Linked DNA regions of Anser cygnoides: region 1 is linked to region 2. A link is a contact called in public Hi-C data. All regions are on one chromosome and are shown on one strand. Each heading gives the region's core, a stretch centred on a gene start, on an enhancer-like site or on the middle of the called end of the contact. The rest is flanking DNA. Distances are from core to core; before and after follow the strand shown. Region 1 has its middle 16 kb from the start of LRATD2. Region 2 overlaps NSMCE2 (NSE2 (MMS21) homolog, SMC5-SMC6 complex SUMO ligase).

What was found. A called contact is a pair of places that touch in the nucleus more often than the background predicts.
Region 1: a Hi-C map of liver shows a contact between it and region 2, with 1.8 times the contacts expected there. The contact joins two enhancer-like sites. A contact is called at or near these places in 2 of 7 Hi-C or Micro-C datasets (granulosa cells and liver).

Annotation. Positions count from the first base shown.
Region 1 is chr2:152,721,196-152,728,054 of Taihu_goose_T2T_genome, reverse strand. No RefSeq gene overlaps it. Among named protein-coding and RNA genes, the nearest start is that of LRATD2, 16 kb to the left of the region's middle. Within about 2 kb of position 3,029, at least 3 of the 3 cell types and tissues checked have open chromatin away from gene starts, as enhancers often do. A contact at or near this core is called in liver, where this site is marked.
Region 2 is chr2:152,167,352-152,174,130 of Taihu_goose_T2T_genome, reverse strand. All of the region lies in intron 2 of NSMCE2 (NSE2 (MMS21) homolog, SMC5-SMC6 complex SUMO ligase), which reads right to left. Among named protein-coding and RNA genes, the nearest start is that of NSMCE2, 8.6 kb to the right of the region's middle. Within about 2 kb of position 5,235, at least 1 of the 3 cell types and tissues checked has open chromatin away from gene starts, as enhancers often do. A contact at or near this core is called in liver, where this site is marked.

The sequences.
Region 1 (6,859 bases), core at 1,780-4,279, 560 kb before region 2:
GCAGCTTGAAAGGTCCCTCCACAGGCTTTCCTGTTAGCTCAGCTTCTTCCTCCTTCTTCTCTCAGGGTAACAGCAGGGTTAAGCCACAGCTCAGTAGCTCTAACAGAGCTACTGGAACAATAGCATTGTCACTTGAATAAAAACATAATGAAAAAAATGTGCTTTCAAATAATAAAGAGATAATCAGAATGTCTTACACTGTGCTTCTTTACCAAATTTACATGGATATCATGAATACTTCTTCACTGTTTTCTAGGGCTCTTTCATGCATGTGAGTCTTGAATCCTCAGCACACCAGTCTCTCTTCTGAGTCAAGTTCGTTTTGCTATAAGGCTTCTAGTCCTCTCCCTGCCACCTTCATGAACCATGTCGAATCAAGATAGGATATTTCCTCAGGAAATGAAGTTTCTGAAGTCTATGAAACTGTAATTCCTACAGTGAATGCAAATCCTACAACCTCTTGTCTGACCCACTTAGTTCAGCCAGGTATGCAAAACCTGCAGGAGATAAATAAATTCATAACATCGATGAGCAGTCTGTGTATGTTCCAGATGCCCATAGCATCTGTCCCTTTGCCAACTGAATGACCTTGAATAATCCATGACTTTGCAGCGTCACAGGTGCTCTCCCATGATGAATATTTGTAGCCTGATTTCCTACAGGTAAAAGGCTCAGCTACTCTGATGAGTGGAGGTGCTGGTGTGTGTCTGCTCTACCTGGGATTCCAGCTCTGCTCTTGGGAGAGGGCTAGATGAGGAATCACCTCGCAGCATGCTTACTTACCTTTGCTCAGTGCTGAATTAGGCAGTCTCAGCCTCATGGTCTTGCAGATTCCCTAGTACAGGTATCATTTCTTGGGCACGGGGATCTGTGCCAGCATCCTACTCCTGCACCCCTTCCTATATGAAACAGAGATGCTTGTTAGCTACCACTTCATATTCTTGGAATATATCATAGTTGGCATGACCATGGAGAACAATTTAAGAGAGATTCTTTTCTCATAGGAAATTGTCATTGAGATTATAAACAACTTTTGATGATAGTTGTAGAAATATGTCAAGGGGAAAAAACAGATGATAACATTGCAAAGCAGCTGTGTCTTCTGTGTCAGGACCTTCACAGCACAAGATGTTCTGTTTTCTTGGCCTTTTGGACTGCTTTGTTCAAAGATGGGAAGGAACTGGAAGTTTTCTGCAAGCTTTTGATGGGCTATTAAATAATCTTGTTCTTGTCTTTTTACAGCTGATATCTCAATGTATTAAGCTTGTGAACACTTTTGGCCTTGTAACATGCAAATTTACATTGCACAGAAAAAAACTATCTTTTTCTAATACTAATCAAGAAGCTAACTGAATTTGATCAGTTTGGTCACAGGGGAGTCATTCATAAGCCTCATATGTTATCCAAACAAACGATACACCTTGTCTGACAATGTTTCCAATTATAATCTTAGAAAAAAAGGACAATTTCTCTCAGAGTCAATCAAATCACGTAAGTAAGGCTCCCTCAAAGCCATTCTATCTTTAGAGACTTTAACCAAAAACACTGCCCAGTTTGCTAGACCACAATTTTTAGCCAGGTAAAACCCATTGCTCAGATATGATGACCTCTTACTCAGGCAAACGTTTCTTGATTCTAACATGGCATGGTTTAATAACCTAGTATCATACCTATTCATAAAGTCATAAACAAACAGCAAAAAGCAAAAGAAATGGTAGGGGAAATTAGAGCTTGACAACAAGGTTCGTAAATAAGTTTGCCAAGGCTGGATTTTTCTCTCTCTCCCATATAATGAGATCAGAGACCTTCTTATTCTCTTCTGAATCACAAATTTATGCATACAAATGGTCTATCTGTCTTCTAGGTGATTTCTGTTTCCTATTACAGCACTCTGCTTCCCCCAAAACAATATGGAACAATTCTAGCTTGTCTGCTAATTAAGTGTAAAGTTGTCTGAATTTCTTTATTAATACAAATTTTAATGTGCTCATTGAATGGAATGCATTGTTTCCACATGCTTCTGAGTTTACCAGACAGATTCTGCTATATTTGTACTATAATCTCTTCCGCTTCTCTACAGATGAGAAGGAAAGGCCCAGCCTATTGCTTATACAGAACATCAGTTTGTCAAGCATTTTGTGCATCCCTCAGGATTAGTGCAGCTATGAAATTGTATCATTATCATTGCCTGCTGCATTACTGAACCACAAGGCAGGGCCTGAGAGAATATGCATGCATGTTTGCGCAATGACATTTTTAAGCCACGGTCTGCCTTTTCATTTCTTTACATCCCGCATACTAATCCAGCCCCAAAGTACTCCAGGCTGGTGCCCAGAACCAGAATTTCCTTCTCTGTTTTAAGCAAGGATTTTTCAGTTATTTAAGCTATTTCACCCAAGCCTATTGTTTACAGATAGGTGAACTGTTGCTTTTTGCTTAGACACATTTACAACCTCAGAAGAGGGAGGCAGACTTGCAGACTGCTGTGAAGTGATTTAGATTTCAACCTTTGTCTCCATGGCATGCCTTTGAAAAACAGGCTCATTGTAGACACAGAATTTGGCTCTGCAAGCGCTGAAACACAAACAAAAAGTGCAACAGCAGTAGGGAGGTCATAGTTTTTTGCAATATCTGGGTCTTATTTAAGAATGTGGGGCGGCCTGGAAGCACTTAATTTTGGGCAAATTTGTTTTCCACTTTGTTACACAAAACAAACTTCAGAGCTAAGTAAGCACCAACCTGTCAGGAAATTCATAAGTCTATTAGAGAGGGAAACGCGCCTGAAAGAACACCCTTTGACACGCCACAGAAGTTACCGTTCCTTTGGAAGACCTTAAAAAAATGCTCCTAAATCAAAAGTCTGTAAATGAACAATTAGCTAATAAAGCCTGGTCTCAGCATTTCCTGTTGTTTCAGCTCCGCCTCGCTGGGATATTGTGCTCCGTGCTCCCTGTCAGTCCCTACGGGCTGCACTGAGAGCCAGCACCGCCGACACTTGCAGCTCTTGACAGGTTGCAACAATGCTTTTGGACACGGCCCTAAGTAAACAGCAGTGGCAAACTTTTCCAGCCAGCAAGGGAAGTCACTGTGACGCAGCAAGCCACGCTCCCAGCAAAACCTGGCTAGAAGGGATTAACTCTTCCCAAAGCAAGGCATTCTCTCCTTCCCTGGTGTCCAAAGCTGAGCGGAGGGCTCATTTACCCACCCCTCACTCACCCTCTCCTTTTCCATTCGCTTGGTCACATGAAAAACAAAGAGTTCAATGCACTGACATGATGTGGTTGTGGAGGGCACAAACGGTTTCAAATCCCTCATGTACTTTTCCAGAAGCATGAAGGTGAAAGCAATGTTAACATTTAAAATGTAAGGAAGCAGACTGAGGAAGCGCAGTCCCAGCAGCCTGGCAGCTTTGTTCATGTCCTGTACACTTTTTACCCGCTGATGTTGTGGCAGCCTGGAATGTTGTTTTTAAATATGAAAATAGGGCGATTGTTCACACTGTATTATGAAATGCAATTACAGAGATAATTTCTTTAATTTATAGACAACTTGTGGTTCACATTTTTAAACTCTAATATGTAGCTCCTGAAAACCAAGAGCCGTAATGACAATAAGTGGTGCTTGTAATGCTACCATTGGAAATAGAACTCTTGCATGAAAAAAAAAAAAAAGGAGTTTTGATAGTTTCACAGAAATGTGTTTTGAATTTGTGGATGGTTTTGCCCATTTTTTTAAGGAGGGAAATTACAGTAATTTCCCTGCCACTCTCAGGACCGTTATTATAGGATACTGCAGTTAGGTTTTTGTGTTTTAATAAAGGAGCCCACCTACAAATGGGCTGAAATATATGTTGTAGATTTTAAAGTGTTATGTTAATAAAAATGTTTTTCAAATTTGAGGAAAAGATGACAAAACTGAATTGCAAGAATTTGAATTGCATTCATTGGTCTTTATTCTCTTTTGGCTGCAAATGATACATCCTACTGAGGTGGACACAAAGAGACTGAGATCGAGAAAATCAGTCATATTCCCTGGTATGTAAAAGCAAAATGAATGAAGTTTGCAATGTGGACATTGATCTCAAGCAGTTGGCTTTGCCTTAGATAAATTTTCAAAAGTCCGATATCCTTTTAGACTTTGTGATAACTAGTACAAGCTGTTTAGTTAACAGCATTTCTCAAGTAATGCTGAGTGGGATTTCCACTGAAGCACCAAAGTACACCTCAGCATCTCTGATGGGAAAAATACAGCAGAACCAAACATGGATGGCATTTTCTAGCTGAGGCCAGATAGAAGCTACCTCTAAAAGGAAAGGGCGATTGGAAGATACAATTATTTATTGATAGCAGCATTCACTATTTCATCTCCATCTGTCAAAGGTTCTGCAGTGATGTGTACTAAGTCCAGTGCAATCTTGAAGCTGAGATTTCTTCTTTCTTATTCCTTATAGAAGGAGTATCTGCAAATTGGAAAGCAGAATGCGGAGCAAGTAAGTGGCAGCGCTGTTTGCAGAAATAAAGTCCTGGTCTGGGGAAATGTCACACTTGTCCTCCACAGCAGGCCAGTGGCTGCATGAAGTGTCACCATGGATAATGTGAGAAGCATTTTGCCATTTATACATAAAAATCACTTATGTGTTGAGATCAAGAAGCAATTCCAACATTCAGATGTAGGAGAAATTGGCTGTCTCAGTTGAGTATTAGCAGATACAAAATTCGACACAATTTACCTGACTAAAACTCAGCAGAATTGAAATGCTCACCCACAGGTATTTCCAGAAACAAACCAGCTTCTGAATAACAAGCTGAGTGCTATGAACAAGGAGCAGAGAGCAAAGTGCTGTCTTTAGCCTCTTGCAATGAATTCCACTGGCTGTAGGGAGCCCTGAAACATTCTGCCCCTCTTCAGGGACCAGGAAACTGAAAACCCTTATTTTCATGTGTCAGTTAGTCACTAAAAGCAATTATGCTTTTACTGTTCTTTTAAGGATAATTACTACTACAATAACTTTATCAGCCGGTAGATACTGCCATTGGTTTAGGCAATGTTTTATCAATACAATCTTCCTACATTAAACAACAACACCTGTTGGCAGAACTGAGAAAATGTTCCTCGTTATGGAACAAGCTGTCATCTCTGATGCAGGCTTTAAATTAAGAGAAGAAAATGTTAATAACCAGTTAAGTAGAAAGAGCATTTAGAAGACGTTATGTTGACCTGCTTTTTACAGCTCTGTCTGTTTATCTGGGGTCACTGTTCCTGTTGCAGAAAGGCAAGCCATCTTCTTCTGCATTTGGGGTTTGACAAAGTGTGCAAAAACTAGTCTGGACTGGCTGGAGTTGAAGGTTTGGGTGGTGTGGACTCGCTTGTTTGAATTGGACTTGTAGCATTGAGTCACAACTAGGAGAACCGTGTTAGTGGAAAGAAAAGTCACGATGTGTTCTGTGCAGACCTTAAACTATCATCTTCCTGAGATCACATCCAGGAAATCTTGAATGACAAGTTTTAAAGGCAGAACTGAACTGGACTATTTTTAATTCTGATCAACAAAGATAGAATAAAATCTACTGTTTTACACAGCAGAAAGGCTGCCTGTATTTTTATTTATTCATTACTTTCTGCTAACACAAAAGATTGTTGACTTCAGGAGAAATGTCTATATTCTCACACAGCACCACTACGTACGTGTAAGAGAATGTAATAGTGAAAGGGATTGGACACTGATTTGTAATAAAGGTGAAAGTACACAGTTCATTTCCATTGCTCAAGAAAGAACAAAGCAAACAATCAGGACTAAAAGCCAAGTTAATTAAATTCCAAATAACTTTCAGTGTAATAAGTTACAATGGTATTAGTTGCACAGGCTAGGAAATTTATTACTAAAAATAGCATTTTTTCAGTCTCCCTAGTCTCTCTGTACTTAGTAAAAAGAGGTGAGCACATCCAGAGGGCTTTTCAGCTCTTAGGAGAACTGAATTATTTTCTCATACATACTCAATCTCTTTTCTCTCCATATAAATACATATGCATACACAGACACAAAAGAGCACACATACACAAGGAAAGGTTTATATATATGTATACACACAAATATGTCTGTGTGTGTGTATAGGATACATACATATTTATTTGTATATGCAAGCGTGTGATCATGTGCACACAGTCCCCAACAAGCTGCACTCCTAACCTAAGGACCCTTGCTCACACTTACGTGAGATATATCCAGGGATGGAAGTTTGGCAGAGATAATTCTGATTCTGCTCCTTCACTGTTTTTACAATTATGTTGCAAAAAAAAAAAGGCTGCTTCTGTCTTACACTGGTTTACATCATCTCAGAGTAAGGCTTTGGGAATAAAGCATATCAGAATAAATATTATATGGATTTAAAGAGAAGCTGGTGGCTAAAGAGCTGAGACATGGTTTAGCACACTGAATATTGTATCTGGGTGATAGGTGGTCACATCTTCAGCTCATAGATAATAAGTACAGCCCCCAGGATCTCAACCCTCCCCAGACCAGCTAAGAGACTTGTGGAAGCCTCCCTTTCATCAGCATTTCGATCTTCCTGTGTGCTCCTGTGGACCACCTTGCACAGGGTCATCCTTTGCAATGCCCTTAGACCAGACAGATTTCTTCCTCCAGGCTGGGCTGTGCCCTGACACATCGGTCCTCTCCAGCTCGGAGGTGTTTGCATTGCAGCTCTGTTCTGAGCATGGTGGGGAATGAAACTCTACTGTTACCAATGCAAAATGCATGAACTTTACTGAGACAAACACACCCTGCTCAACGCTTGGAGACGGAGGCTTGGCCTCCCACATGCAGGAGAATAGTATTTTGGCTCTTGTTTGGAGGTCACTG
Region 2 (6,779 bases), core at 3,986-6,485:
CTCGTTTCATTTTCTACCATACCTTCTCTCATAGCTAGGAAACTTTTTTGTATACCAAGTGTCCGTGAAAAGCCATTAATCTCCAGGACAGACTTTGACAGTCTACACTTGCATTCTTCACCAAGAAAAAAAATAATCCCACGACCCTTCCTTGGAATTTATTCCAACCTAAAGAAAAGTAAATTCTGAGAGACTGAGGCACACTCCTGGGGATTTCAAATCCAGGTAAAATTGTTCCCTCGTGTCCATAAAGAAGTAATGGATTGCTCAATTCTAATACTATTCCTACACGGTATGTAAAATTGTGTGTTATTTCCTTCCCAGGAGCATCTTCGCAGATCTATGGGCACATAGGGGGGAAAACAAGATCTGGTTCCTCATGCACGGTCCCTACAGCACAGCCCCCAGTTTTGTCCGTTACAAGGCCACTAATCCTGTAGGTAGCCAGCAGCCTGACAAAACCACAATTCAAACGCAAAGGAAGGTAGGATGTAGAAGAAAAAAATCTTATCACAGATTATCTTCCCTGGCCAAGGACAGCCAGGATAACAAGTCAAAGTTTAGTCCTGCTCATTTCCTCATGCAGCAGATCTTCATCCCACCTCTTTATCAAGCAGATTGCAAAGTGTCATTCTAGCTGATAGACTGTAGCCTGTTCTCAGGACAAGTACCTTAAGCTTTGATTACTTTTATGAAGTGCAGTGATCTCTAACATCATGGAAACTAACAGAGAATGACAATTTTATGAGCACAGGTATCAGCAGGATCGTTTATGGATCCCAAAACAACGACACCGCGGTCACTTCACACACAAGAAATTCTCCAATGTTAAGATTCGTGTTATGGCACTGAAGGAATCCTGCGTTTGCATTTTCAATGAAAAATAAACCAGAAAAAAAAAAGGACAATGGAAACAAATGAACCAAACCATTACGTAGTCAAACACGAGGATGGACTCCATCCTCACACTGCTGTCTGCACCATTCCAAGCAGGAGAGCTTTAGGTCAGTGACAGAGAAACTTCCACAGAAAGGATTCCTGCTCTCAGTGATGAATGAATTTCTATCAAATCTTTTTGTTTGTTACGGGTTGCCACTATGTCTTCAGCAAGCCACTGCACGTAAAAATAGTAGATGTTCCGTAGAACCTCGTGAATCAACTGTCTATTAAAAGGCTGCCAATAATTTCTCAATACCAGGCTGACCTACACATCTATATTCCCTATGCCAACAAGGGTCAGCAATGTTTAGAGTGATTCCTGTGTAACACCACGGTCAGACAGCAATGAGAGAAACCCAAGTGCTGTGGGTAGTCTCACAGAGCTAAACCCACGTTTCAAAGATCCGACACCACCGACTACTTCTTGGCTAGTATTCAACAGGCATCGAGACCCAAGTGGATCCCAAGCAATTTGGTGAATAGAAAGCAGTTAGTAAAGGGAGGACGTCACTCGTGTGAGGTGCAGTGCAGCACTCAAAAGTGCAGAGACAGCTCTAGGGCAAGGGGAACCAGACAAGTGGGATGAGCAGCCAGTGCTGAGGGAAGCTGCTCTGGCAGAGGGAGCAGGTTATGCAATAGGAAACAAGAGCAGACAAGCAGGAAGAGCCAGAGCCGTAAAGGGCTCTTAATCTGGGGCACATGCCACAAAACTGTATCACTAAAGCTCCGGAAGACCCACGGGCCTGCCCTGTCCGGAGTGGTGAGCAGAGAAATCCTTCAGAGTGCGGAGAAAGAAAGTTGACGGGGTGTGGGCGAGGAGCTCTCACGTGGGTGAACTGCAACAGGAAGATTCCTGCTATGTTATACTGACGGCGAGCAGCCAAAGGTAGCAGCTGACTGCGAGATTTTAGGGCAAGGTTTTGAGAAGGAAAAAAAAAAGACTCATTTTTTTCCCCTAAGTAAGATCAGACCTCAGGTGGCTGCCTGCTTCCCACCCACCTGTTCTGCACTCCAGGGCCTCTGCATTTTAGTGGGGACGTAACATGCAGCTGGGAGAAAGTCCCAGACATCAGGGAAGCATCTCGTTTGTGTGAAAACCTGTTCATATCATCAAGCAAAACGCCATGTGCTAATGCTTTATAACATTTTTTTAGACAGTTTATTTTAAGAATTTCTTAGCACCTTGTCTATAGCTAGCATGCTCTCCAGTCTCTCCAATTGTTTCCCAATTTGCTTTGGCCATTCTTCCCAGTCCCACGTGGCTTTGGCTCCAGACCAGAGACAAAAGCAATTACCCCTTTAAAGAGCAAAGTGCTGGGCTGGAGGCCAGGAGATGACCATGAATTAGTCTTCTTTCCTCCAATATCTACAACTCTGTGTCCTTCACAGCCCCATATTCTTGAGAAAGTTCTGCTTTCGAGGAGCCAGATAAAACCGCCATCCTCAGCAAGCTGGCAGAATTCATATCCCATTCTGCCAAGCAGAGCTGGGAAGTGATGTCTGTCTTTGTTACGGCATATCCAAAACATCAGCAGCACATCAGTCCATACGTATGGCAGGTTATAGCAATGAAAAAAAAAAAAAAACAGAAAGAAAGACTTATCAATCCTTCAAGTATTTCACGTGGGTATCCAGCAGTGCCTTCTAACCCTATAGGAAGATGCTGAGTTAGGTAAGCAGTGCAAATAGCTGCTCCTCAGCGTACAGAGGTATTAATAGGAGACTTAACAGATCAATACTAGGAACGTCACAGCTGAGAGAGATTGCCAAACAAGTACTGACAGTGAATTCTTTCTTCAGTCACACCGCTAAAGCTCAAACAACAGACTGAGGCTGAATTTAGAAAGACAGAAATTATAGTAAAACTCAACGATTTTACTTGCACTTGTAACTCATTTCCAACAGTGTCACCTTCAAATTCCCGTATCTATTAGGACTCCAATCCAGCAAAGGATATGAGAATGCACGTAACATTTAAAATACACGGATCACTCTGAAAGTTGGTGATCACTCGAGAACTTAAATGTATCTTTTTCTTCAGTGTTTCACTGGACTGGGCCATAGAACGCCCAAGAGCATTTTGAGTGCAGAGAGGACACACTGAAACCAACTCTGCACACTCCATTTTGCTGCTTACATGGCCTTTTCTATAGTGACATTTTAAAGTGTCTCTGTACCACGATGCTATTTTGGAAAACAAAAAACAAACAAAAAACGTATGGCCTTTAGACAATGTCAGTACCTAAAGATAATCGGCAGAATGCCTGGGATGGACATAAATCTTTCATTTAAAATCATTAAATAAAATAAACTTTTAAGTTAGTTGTTTCCCTTTCACATTCAGTTTGGTGAAACTAGTTTTCATCTCCAGCTCAGATCCTCAGTTCCTCAGAAATCCTATTTCAGCTCTGTCAGTTTGCCAGCACATGCTCACAACACAGCACCACAAGGATGCTCAATGTCAAAAGTCTGCAAATTCTCTATGAACAGGCAAGTCTTATTCATCAATATAACTTCATGGATATCAACAAAGTTTTTTGAGAAACACGAGGTTTTCAGGTTCGGATACATTAAAATTATCCTTTACCTGAATCACCAGAGGTTAACAGAAATCCTGAACAACACTATTGCCTTACTTTGGTAGAGATCATCTATGTTCATAAACGAGCAATGCCTGACCTGAATATTTAATACTAGCGTTTTCTTTTCGTAAGCCTATAGAGGACTAGAACAAAATGGACCTAAATATACTAGGGGACTATGTAACAGAAACGTTGATGAAACTAAGACTCGGATAAGTGAAGTTTTGCTAATAAAGCTTACATCAGTACAACTCTCTCATCCCTACAGCACAGGGTGAATAGTAGGATCCTTAGAGGAAAAAGACTTGGGGACCACTGTGGTCGGAGCTCACTGAAGGTTTGTTTCCAGAGTACAGCAACAGCGAACAAGATGCCAGGAGGCACAAAAGAAAGAGGAGGTAGTAAAAAGCTGGGAACAGATTCTGGGTCTTTATATCATTAGAAGCCTCAGAGATATTTCAGACTGCTTTAATTCTACTGCAGAATACTTTTCTTTTGACTTCATGTGAGCTCTGTTATTATTGACAATTCCATAGTAAAAATATCCATACTTGCTCGTTATTGCTCGCTGGGATTCCCAAAACATCTCACAACATTAAATAAGGATTAAATGGACAGAAATCATTTTAAACTTACTATTGTGGACTGTAAGCAGATGTCAGGACAACTATATGCATAAATAGAGATAACTGTGAACCTGCTTGGAAATATCGGACATTAAATCTTTCCAATATTCCTGTGAAATGGGTAAGCATTATTTTTATTAGTATTATTATTTTGCAGAAAGTAGTAAAACGAACCCATTCCAGGCTGCGAAGAAGTAGATTAACTGCTACATTTTGTCCTGCGTTGCCAAATGGGGTAACATTTGATGAAAGGCTACAAATCTTTAAATCTTCAAAATCATTTGAAACAGTGAAACAGATTCCCTCAATTTTCTACATTCCTCAGATTAATATTTATTGCAGCTTTATTACAGCTTTTAAAAGTGAATAATTTTAAGTACAGCAGCACAGTAATACATGGTAGCATCGGTATGTGTACTAGCTTGCAGCCATGCCACCTTCACCCAGAAACAGATCAAAATCCCTTTAAACAGGATTGAAGTGAGTCAGTGGGTAGACGGCAGCTTCCTAAAGGGAAATATGGTGCTGAGAGAAAGGAAAGTCTTACTTCAGTAGGAGGAATTCTACATGGGAAATTACTGATTAAAACCCAGTGCTGGATTTTGTTCTGAAACTTTCAAAGCACACATCAACATAAAGCCGTGAAAGATCTGCTTACTCATGAATAAATATCACAGTAATTTTAATCTGATGTCCCCAACATCCAACTCAAAAACCCCTTTCTATCTTCTCTAGTTAAGTTTTCTCTGCTGTTTCAATCAGATGGAGGAAAACTTATTTTTCTCTTTCGGATTATTATGGAGTCACAACGTTTCTATATAGCAACCCTTATTCCCTCAGAAGATTTTCATTTCAATCCTGGTAGAGGAAGTAATCCCTGCAACCATTATTTACCTCCCAGAGAGCAGAGAGGCTTAGCCAGTGTTTGCAAAGCAGCTGAGATCCTCTAAAGAAAGGTTACGGAAGGTTACAAGGCTACTGTAAAGCAGGGAATATCCTGAGCCAACTGTGGCACACAAGTGGCACCTCTTCCCATCAACAGCCGACAGGGTTTCACGATCTAAAAAGCAGGCTTGCTCCCTCTTTATTCCATGTAACACTACCACCACCTGTTAAGGAGCTTAGATTCAGTCATCCCGAGAGGTTTTTATGGCTCCCATAACCCCTGGAAGAAGAGTTCTTTGTTCTCTGGACGGTTTAACTGGAGAGGGCTTTAGGCGGCTCATGGATCACGGCCAGATCAGCAGAGAGGTAAAGCAGCCAGTTTCTTTTCAATATTTTTGGAGCTTCAAGGGAAGTACTGTTTACTTCCTATGTTCTCCTGCCCCCTAGCGAGCTTTGGTTTTCACTCCACCTGAACAATCGTGGCTGCTTTACAACTCACACGCACACAACCGTGCTGAAACACCAAACTGTTTTCTTTTTATGTTCTTCACAACTGTTCCCTACATCCTTCTCCACTAAGTATGTCAGAAAACGAAGAGCCTTTTCTAGCCCTAGTATGCAGGCTTTTACTTAACAGGGAAGCACCCTCAAGACTGAAATACCATAAAAGCACTTTAAATACGTCAAAGAAAATTCATATGTTAATTTCTATTTCTTCTTTATATTATTCTTATATTAGAGCACTGAAGTTAGAAAAATTACATACACGTTCTTTCATGAATCGCCCTTAAATCTTAGGGAGAAAAAAAAAACCACAACAAAACCACAGCGTTTGCTGCCTATAAAACATCTCAAATACAACACATGAGCAAAGCCCCTATCATAATCTAAAGAAAAAAGAGGGAAAAGTGATCCAGGAAGATCTTTAAAAAAAATTTTTTTTTTAAATCTAACTTCCTATCAGGTGCATTTATGGGAGATCCCTCCATGATACTGCATTTAACTGTAGCCAGTCCAGCAAACACTAATGTGTATTATTTAATAAATATGCCTACCAGTAAAGGTTTTCAAGGTTGGGCTCTTGGAGAGTAACAACTCAGAAAAGAAACAGACGTCACTTACTGCACTAACTTTGTATGCCTTTTGGGTTATCTATCTTCAGATGTAAATCCAACCTCTCTCATGTACTTCCTAAGAGAATTTTACCCCAGTACTATTCCCAAAAAGCAGAGTTGTGTAACATGCAAGCATCTTCGCAGCAACAGGGCTTGTAAAATAAAATACTGACCACATAATCACAATAGAATTCTTTTGCCACTGCAAAGCCTAGCAATGAAACCTGTCAGAAGCTGGATGAAGCTAGATTTTGTAAAGGAAATTAAAACAAACTGCAAATGGACAACAACAAGAATGCAGAAGCATATTACCTAAAGGTGTCTCAAAATTAAATGACTACTTTGCCTCAGAACATGCAGGCTAAGTAGAATAGGTGGGTGACAATTTTATATATGTGACAAGTTGTGTTAATGAGTTGGTTATACGAGCTTAACAGCCAAGTACTGCAGACCAGATGATGCTAACTCAAAAACACCAAACAAACAAAAAACCACAGCAGTTATTTACCAAAAGTATGTCACACCACAGAAACTTTGTATCTTCCTGATGGCATTGTATATGGAACATAAGAAATTGAAGCTCAAGTTCAAGAGATGAATGACCTTTATATATACAGCTAAGGGAGTGAAAA